Regions from separate parts of the Mus musculus genome. Here region 1 is linked to region 2. Evidence: chromatin contacts called from public promoter capture Hi-C data. All regions are on one chromosome and are shown on one strand. Each heading gives the region's core, a stretch centred on a gene start, on an enhancer-like site or on the middle of the called end of the contact. The rest is flanking DNA. Distances are from core to core; before and after follow the strand shown. Region 1 holds the start of Hmgcll1 (3-hydroxymethyl-3-methylglutaryl-Coenzyme A lyase-like 1). Region 2 holds the start of Leo1 (Leo1, Paf1/RNA polymerase II complex component).

The links. Capture Hi-C pulls out chosen DNA fragments and counts their contacts.
Region 1: a contact with region 2 is called in a promoter capture Hi-C map of pancreatic islet. The contact joins the promoter of Hmgcll1 here to the promoter of Leo1 in region 2. A contact is called at or near these places in 1 of 115 datasets of contacts at active chromatin or transcription factors (pancreatic cancer cells) and 1 of 9 other capture datasets (pancreatic islet).

The regions. Positions count from the first base shown.
Region 1 is chr9:76,012,934-76,017,074 of GRCm38.p6, forward strand. It overlaps Hmgcll1 (3-hydroxymethyl-3-methylglutaryl-Coenzyme A lyase-like 1), which reads left to right and starts at 2,044. Exons shown (of 9, transcript NM_173731.2): 1 at 2,044-2,249. The coding sequence starts at 2,142.
Region 2 is chr9:75,439,491-75,443,987 of GRCm38.p6, forward strand. Leo1 (Leo1, Paf1/RNA polymerase II complex component) reads left to right here and starts at 2,034. Exons shown (of 12, transcript NM_001039522.1): 1 at 2,034-2,145. The coding sequence starts at 2,088.

The sequences.
Region 1 (4,141 bases), core at 794-3,293, 570 kb after region 2:
AGGTTTGGAATCCAGGTTTCTTTATTTTTATTATTATTTTTAACTTTAAATCTATTTTTGTGTTTTCTTAAAAGACAAAATAAAATGGAGAATCTGTGTGTATGTGCATGTCAGTAGGGGTTCCCCAGATGCTAGAAGAGTCAGATTCCCCTGGGGCTAGATGTTATAGGTGTCTGGGAGCCACCTACATGGACGCCAAAGAACTGTGTATACTTGTAACCACAGAGCATTCTCTACAGAGCTGGGGCTCCCAGGTCAACCTATCCAATGAGGAGAGAGAACTGCACCATGTGCCTCAAAGCTCGGTGTTATCTCGATCTTTTTAGGCTTGTGTACAGAAAATAAGATTATTCATTGCTCAACTCTAAAAGGGATGTACATATCACACTCCAACCCCCAGGGCTCAGGGAAGAGAGAACATTAAGACTGTAAGAACCCCAGGCAGAGGATAACATCAAGGAAATAGTGTTTTCCGGGTACAACAGGGTAGTTGCATAAACAAACTCATAGCAACTGTTAACAGCATGCACAAGACCAGCACAAACACCAGCCAGACAAAAGCCCGGGGGAGAGCCGGGAAAGTAGGTATGAGATCCCACTGAGTAGCTAGCTGTTGGCACCGGATGGCTGCTTAGAAAGGGAGAGTCAGTTGCGCACCCACCAGGGCAGTTCCCTTTACCCAAAATAGTTGGGCAACACAAACAGGACTTGATGGGGGGAAAAAAATGTAACAAGCTATCCTAAAGTTGGATAAAAGGGATGAAGAGGTGGTTGGGAGGATTTGGAGTACAGGGCGTGAATGTGTTCAAAAGATCTTGTATGAAATTGCCAAGGAATTAATAAAAATATTCTTTATCCAATCTGGGTGGTGAATCCCTTCAAAATCTGTTCATATTATGTCTCAGAAGTTAGTCGTTGTATATATACGCCATCCTTTGTGCAAGCTTGTGCACCTGGGCGCTCTTGATTCCTCCTAGCTGTGGAAACAGTAGGGCCAGCTAGCTCTCCCTGCACAAGACTGTTCCTGACGATTGTGTGCTATCAGCTGCAAGCTATGGACTCCACGCTGAAGAGCATTAGAGTGTTGCAATCTAAGTGTGCTTATGAAGTAGGCCGAATGAAGCAGGGGTTATCTGATTCCAAGGCTATCATATAAATCCAATAATTTATATTTATAATATATAAACTTATATATAAATCAAACATACTTATATAGAAACTAAATATACATTTATATTATAAATATTTTATAAATATATACATTAAAATTTATTTAATTTATAATTACTTCTAACTTCTGACAGGTTGTTTTTGTTTGAATGAAAGAAAAGCCTTTATGAATTTAGTTATTGCTTTTTTCTTTCTTTCCTCCTCCTCCTCCTCCTCCTCCTCCTCCTCCTCCTCCTCCTCCTCCTTCTTCTTCTTCTTTTTCTTCTTCTTAAAAAAACAGTTCTTCATACCCAGGGGGATAGTAAAGGAACTTGTGGTGACGCCGAAGCAGACAGTTAAGTTCTAGTCCTAACCCCATGTGACAGTGGAAGGAGACAACCACTAAAACCAATAAATGTAAAACAGCGAAAAAGAATTCAGCATTTCAACATTTATCTTGCACCATCGGCTTACTGACAACTCTTGGTTTGCTTGTTTACCTCCGATATACCCCCCTCCCTCGCCCTTAATTTAGGGTTTGTGTTTTTTAATACCACAAAGCGCCTCGGCAATTTTAAATAGAGTTTTGACATAAACTCAAACCGATTCACAGTGCCAACCCTACAGGCTTGTGGCTGGGAAGGAGAGAATGTCTGTAGAGAGCCCAGTGCTTCTTCCTCTCAGAGGCCTGGGTCCTGCCTAGAGCTCTGACTCAGGCGAGCACCTGCAGACAATCAGCCCTGAGAGCACCATATTTTACGGAGGGGGGGGGGGAGTGCCACCCTGCCTCAATTAACTGTCCCCATCCAGGATCTGGCTCTCAGCGCGGGACTCAGGTGCCCGCTACACCCCTGCCTGGGCGTTGCCCAGGAACCGCGCCGCCGCAGTGCAGCTCGGACCCCGGGCACCCGCGGGACGCGCTCCCGGCTCTCACCCGGCTCTCGGCTCCGGCCGTGGGATCCAGCACCGCCCACGGCACCTAGGCTGCTGCTATGGGGAATCTACCATCTGCTGCGAAGCACTGCCTCAACTACCAGCAGCTTCTCCGCGAACATCTCTGGAGCGGAGACTCAGTGGCAGGGGCGCTGGATGCGGCGCAGGTACCACCTTGGGCCTAGGGCGTCCCTACCCCCATCCACCTCCCGTCATCCCTTTTGTCTGTGTCACCTCTGTAAGCCAGGGTCCTGCCTGAGGCCCGTTCTATTGTCAGTGTGTGGGTCTGTGGCTGAAAAGCCTCTCATCTTCTCAGCTGTGAACAGCAGGCGCATCCTTGCTGGCCTAGCAGTTTCCCTACCCCAGGCCTTTTGCAGGTCGCCAACAGGAGTGATCATGTCTGTGCGTGTTCTTGGAAGGGCGGTGCTTTTGTTCTCACTTTCTTCCTTGTAATGTGTAACAGACTACAAACATATCACCTTGTGTGGTAGAAAGAGGATGAAGCTAGGGCACACTAGGAAGGCACAGGACGACGATTAAAATCACATGGTATGTTAGAGCATTGACTATCCCTACAGTGTTTTTGCTTAATGAAATTAAACAAGCTTGAATAAAACCATTACAGACTAAAATTATTCCTGCATTTTCCTGAGAGCTTCATAAAGACAACTCATTGTTTATGTATTTATGATTCCATGTACTACCAACAAACGTGCCAGTTAAGTGAGCATAAGGTATATAAAGAAATTTCCTTTTCACATAAAACCGTAAACTTTAAACATAACAGGAAACAGCAGTAATGGTCGTTACCTAAATGTTGAAACCTGTTATGAGTCAAGGGCTTTGTGAGGCCTTAGGTATCATTAGCCTTTTAATTCTAGGCACCTGTTCACTTTGTGAACAGTGTAGTTCTTGTTATTTTTTTTTATTTTAGTGGGCTGGCCTAGCTTTGTTATGTGATGTTACACCAACAGTTCTGACAGGAGTTATTCATATCCTTATGGTGTGGTCTCAGTTCAGTGCTCCAACATGTGAAATCGAAGCCTTCGATCTACAAGTAGGACTTAGCATTCGTGGGTGGTTTTATAAATAGTTTGCTCCCCATTAATTAGAGTATGAGACTGGAGCTATTTGCAAGAGCCAAGTCCTAGAATGGGCATTCTGCCTATCAACAGATGGCTGGATACAATACAGAAGATATGGCATAATTACCCAATGGTTTATTATTCAGAGAGATGAACAAAATCAAGTCATTTGTAGGTAGATGCCTGGAAATAAGCCAGAGCCCAAACAACTAATATCGCCTGTTTCTCTGTCGCCTAAGGAAGGGACATAAATACCAAGAGGAGAAAATTGGGGGTGGGGGTGGGGTGGAGTTAGGAGACATGGCAAGCATCAGGAGGAAGGAGCAGGTGAGTGGGGGAAATGAGGCTATGAATATGATCACAGCCCACAATATGCACACGTGCAAGGGCCACAGTGAATCCGCTTTTACTAATAAGGCTCAGAAGGATTGACCAGGACCCTCTGGTGAGACCTGATGGTGACAACAGGGAAGTGGAGAGCCATGCTTTATCTTCTCTCATGTCCTCACGGTGGCTGATTTCCATGGAGTCTGGTTTGAACTTCCTGGAATGTTCTCAACATTCTTTAGCGGTCAGTTTGTCTTACGCAACCAAGAATCCCTAACATTTACTTTTCGGGATGAAGTCATGTGACTATTGCTTGGGTGATCCGTAGAGTGGTGTGTATGCTCCAGTGTTCTGATTTGTTCGGGGAAAATGAGAGCTTCGAAGATTACTGCTGAGGCTATGTAAGGTCACGGCTTTCAGACTCTTATGTGCTTTTCTGGAAGACGCTCTAAGTTATCTTAACACCCGCCAACTTTTCTGACTGAGACACTTCCATTTGCCCCTCAGTTATGTCTTACAAAGCATGTACTTGGTCCAGGTCTCTTTTTCCTGTGTCCTTGCTGAGCTCAGTGGCTTCTGTCTGTCTGGATCATCATGCCTGTCTGTCCTATGGCTTATCTCCTCTCACCCTCCTGGCTATTGTTTAT
Region 2 (4,497 bases), core at 784-3,283:
TTTTCTTGCTACTATTGTGACTCATAAATATTTTTGGAGAGAAAGATTTGTCAAGGAAGTTGCAACCCACATGTTGAGAACCATATCCATCTTATAGGTATGTTGATCTATAATCCCTTATCTATAATTCTAAAACCAAAAAAGCTTAGAGATAGGCTGGAGAGATGGCTCAGTAGTTAAGAACACTGACTGCTCTTCCAGAGGTCCTGAGTTCAAATCCCAGCATGATACAGTGGCTCACAACCACCTGTAATGAGATCTGACACCCTCTTCTGGTGTGTCTGAAGACAGCTACAGTGTGTGGGACTGGAGCAAGTGGGGAAGGAGCAAGCAGAGGTCCTGATTTCAATTCCCAGCAACCCCATGATGACTCACAACCATCTGTACAGCTACAGTGTACTCATATACATAAAATAAATAATCTTTTTAAAAAAAGCTTAGAAATGGAGACTTGGAGAGATGGCTCTGTGGTTATGAACACTGGCTGGGTTGCACTGGTTGCTCTTCCAGAGGACCCAGGTTTGATTCATAGCACTCACATGGAAGGTAACAGCTGTCTCTAACTCCAGTCCCAGGTAATGTGATTGATGCCCCTTTCTGACATCTTCAGGTACCAGGTATGCATGTGGTGCACAGATATGTATGCAAAGTAAAGCACCCATGCACATTTAAAGAAATAAAATTAAAAATAAATTTATTTTAATAAATGTAATTTAAAGAAGAGATCAGAAATGAGCAAATACTGCCAGAAACTAACCTAATACTACTGAAAGCTTCATCCTTAGTAATCCAGGCTGTCTTTGTGGCCCCAGCTGGCCTCAAATTCTCAGTTGTCTTCCTGCCTCAGCCTCCCATATTGGGATTTCTAGTCCTAAATCTTTTATTTTTCCCCAGTGCAGATTGAATTTGAACCCTCACTCATAATAGGCAAGCTCTGTACAGAGCTACTTTCCATGTGCCTAGAGGCCAAAGGCCGATTTCCAGTGTATTCTTGAAATGCTCTTCACCCCACCAGGCAGCACCTTACTTTTTTTTATTTTTTTTCCCCCAGACAGAATCTCTATGTATAGCCCTGGCTGTCCTGCTGTCCTGGAACTCGCTATGTAGACCAGGCTGGCCTAGACACCACCATCCAGCATCTGTATTTTAAGACAAGGTCCTTTATTGGACCTGAGAGCTGGGATTACAGATGTTGGAAGCCGTGCCTGAGTTTAAGTAGGTGCTGGATTTTCGGAAAACAGATCTTTAGTCTTTAAGGGCAAGTCATTTACCGACAAGCGATCTCACCAGGTCTTTTTTTTTTTTTTTTTTTTTTTTTTTAAAGATTTATTTATTTATTGTATGTAAGTACACTGTAGCTGTCTTCAGACACTCCAGAAGAGGGAGTCAGATCTCATTACAGATGGTTGTTAGCCACCATGTGGTTGCTGGGATTTGAACTCCAGACCTTTGGAAGAGCAGTCGGGTGCTCTTACCCACTGAGCCATCTCACCAGCCCTTTTTTTTTTTTTTTTTTTAAGGGTGGGGGTTCTCAAGGATCCCACGCTGCTCTTGAAGTTGCTATGCAGTTGATGATGAATTTGGGTTTCTGACCCTTTGCTTCTAGAGTGCTGGATTACAGGCGTGCACCACTAACTACTCCAGGCTAGAGCTCTCAATGACTTATTTCTTATTCTTCTGCCACAGGATCTACGTATGTAGACATATGCTGGCTGGCTGGCTGGAACTCGCTTTGTAGACGAACCTGGCCTGGTATTCACAGAGATCTGCCTCCCCAGAGCAGAGCGACCACACCCACCCTCAACTATTTTTAAGAAACCTGGCCGCAGCTGACAGGTCGTAAACAAGTCTGACCCGCATCCCAAGCTCCGCACAGCGTGCGAGCGGGCTAACGGAGTAGCGGGCGAGCGCAGACACCGGGGCGGGGGTGGAGGGGGTGGGGGCGGAGCCAGCCGAGTGCTGGAGAAAACTAGGTCACAAAAGTAAAGTAGGTCTTTGTGCGGCTCTTTACGACACGTCGTGTTTGGACGGGTCTGGCCGTAAAGCAGGCTCGAGCCGAGCAAGCCAAGGCCGCGGACCAAGCTGCTATGGCGGACATGGAGGACCTCTTCGGGAGCGAAGCTGAGAGCGAGGCCGAGCGCAAAGGTGCGGCGGACGGGCGGGCGGGCGGGCGGGCGAGCTCCGCGGATGGGCACATGGGGCGTCGGGTTGCTTTTCGGCCGGAGGCGCGGCGCCGGGCAACGCGAAGTCCCCAAGCTCTTGCCCAGCGCCCCCTGCATGCCCGGCGGTGCCCGCCTCTCCCGGGGAGACCGCCGCGGAGTCAGTGCCTGGAGGATCAGGGACCGGCCTGGACTCCTGGGGGAGCAGAAGGGAGGACGTGTGGCCTGCGCCCCTCCGTGCATACATGGCCAATTGAAAGGGTGGCTGGCAGTGAATGAGTGGAGACATGTTCAACTGCCCATCGGGCGCGGTAACGCCCCGTGTGAAAGGGCGAGTTGATGGGAGAGTGTAGATGCCCCTGAAGGGTCTGGGAGGGATCAGGTTGGAGTTCTACAGAAGGACTACGCACTGGCGATGGGTGCCCTTGGAGAGCCTGTGCGGAAAGCCAGTTTCCTTGTCTGTGATGTAAGAATGGGGAAACTTGTGGAGTGTTTGGAGAGGAGTGACAGGATTTGGTGATGAATGAATGAATGATGGTTCATGGGGGGCATTTCTGGCACAGGTCTACGAATATCTGAATTTGAGATGTGAATAGAAGAATGAGGAAAGATCCGAGATGAACTTCAGAATTCTTGCAGCCCCCCCAGGCCCAAATTAACTTCTATACATGTCATTTTCCTTGCCCCTCCCCCCATTCGTCACCAACTCCAGTTTGTATGTAATTACTCCAGTTGTGGAGGGAGCACTAAGTAAAAGTACAGAGAACTAAACTCTTCCTGTGCCCGGCTTTGCTCATAGTTTATTCTCTGTGTCTTCGAGGCACAATTCTGTGTACACCTTCCCATGTTTTCCATGAAGCGTTTCATTCATTCAGTAAACAAGGATCCCTATCATCTCCTGGCCACCTTGCTAGGGGTTGGGAATGTAATCATGAGAAGACAGGTTCCCGCTCCCCAGCTTAGTGCTTAACGCTTAGTGCTTTTTTGCATCCACTGGTGAAAGCGTCGTTTAGTAAGATGTACCTGTAGTGCTTTCTCATAGCCACCCATAGCTTAGGGAAGTGGAGTGTACAGATGATTGCAGTTCTACGCTTTCTTCCCCTCCCCTTTCTTCCCTTTTAAAAACTTCTTTTAAGGTCATGGCAGTTTTCTTCCATTTTACCATTGAGTTAGTGGACTCTCCAAGACTGACTTTCAGGGTCTGGTGTCCTGTCTTTGACAACTGCTCTTAGTCTTGAAGTTGCTACGGATGTGACAGGGTAGAACTTGGTAGGTCTGCCTGATTGTCTGCTTACCTGCCTGCGTGCCTCCTTCCCTTTCTTTCCCCCTCTTTCTTCTACTGGATCTGCTGTGTATGTTGCCTTTGTTGGCTTTATACTCCCGATTCCACTTCCTCAGTGAGTGCTGGTCTTAGTTAGATGTGTACCTCCACTTCCAGCTAGTACTACTACGTCCTATTTTCTATTTCTGCTATACGTTGATCTTGTGACTTGATGCTATCCTGATGCTGATATGTTTTCTGTCATTGTTTTTGTGGCTCCTTTAGGGTTTTCTACATGTGAAACCATGCCATGGTGATTAGAGATAGTTGTACTGTTTCTTTCTCTTGCCTATTTATTTACCTTGCTATGGCTGGTACTCTCTTTATGATGTCGAATGGGACTTGCAGAAGTAGATATTGTTCTTGACCTCAGAAGGAGTATGTCTAGGTTTCTAGCATTGTTTATGGTTTATAATCATCGACTCTGTAAGGTCTATAATGTCATCCCCACTTGCATTCTTGACTTTAGTAATTTGAGTCTTGCTTTTTTTTTTCTTGTACAGTCTGCCTAATGGTTTAATTTTGTTAATGTTTTTAAAGAATGAACTGTTAGCCAGGCATGATGGTACATCTCTGTAATCCTAAAACTCAAAAGACAATAGGCAGAAGGATTGGCACAAGTTTGAGGCTTGGTCTACATAACCAGTTGCAGGCAGGCCAACTGAGACTACAAGAACTTATTTAATGGAGGAAAAAAAAATCCAACTACTGGTTTTAAACTACTGGTTTTATTGATTATCTACTTTGGGCTTTCTTACTTTCTTTTTGTTTTTGTTTTTTCAAAACAGGGTTTCTCTATGTAGCCCTAGCTGTCCTGGAACTTGCTTTGAACTCAGACTGTCTGCCTCTGTCTCCCTCTGGGATTAAAGGTGTGCACCACCACACCCGGCTCAAGGGTTTGTTTTTGTTTTTTTGACAACTTGATATGTTTAGCTGTGGATTCCTTAAGGTTTTTCAATGTGGCATTAATTAAACTTCTCGGATGTTAGATTCGTTCTATTTGGGTCATTATTTCTT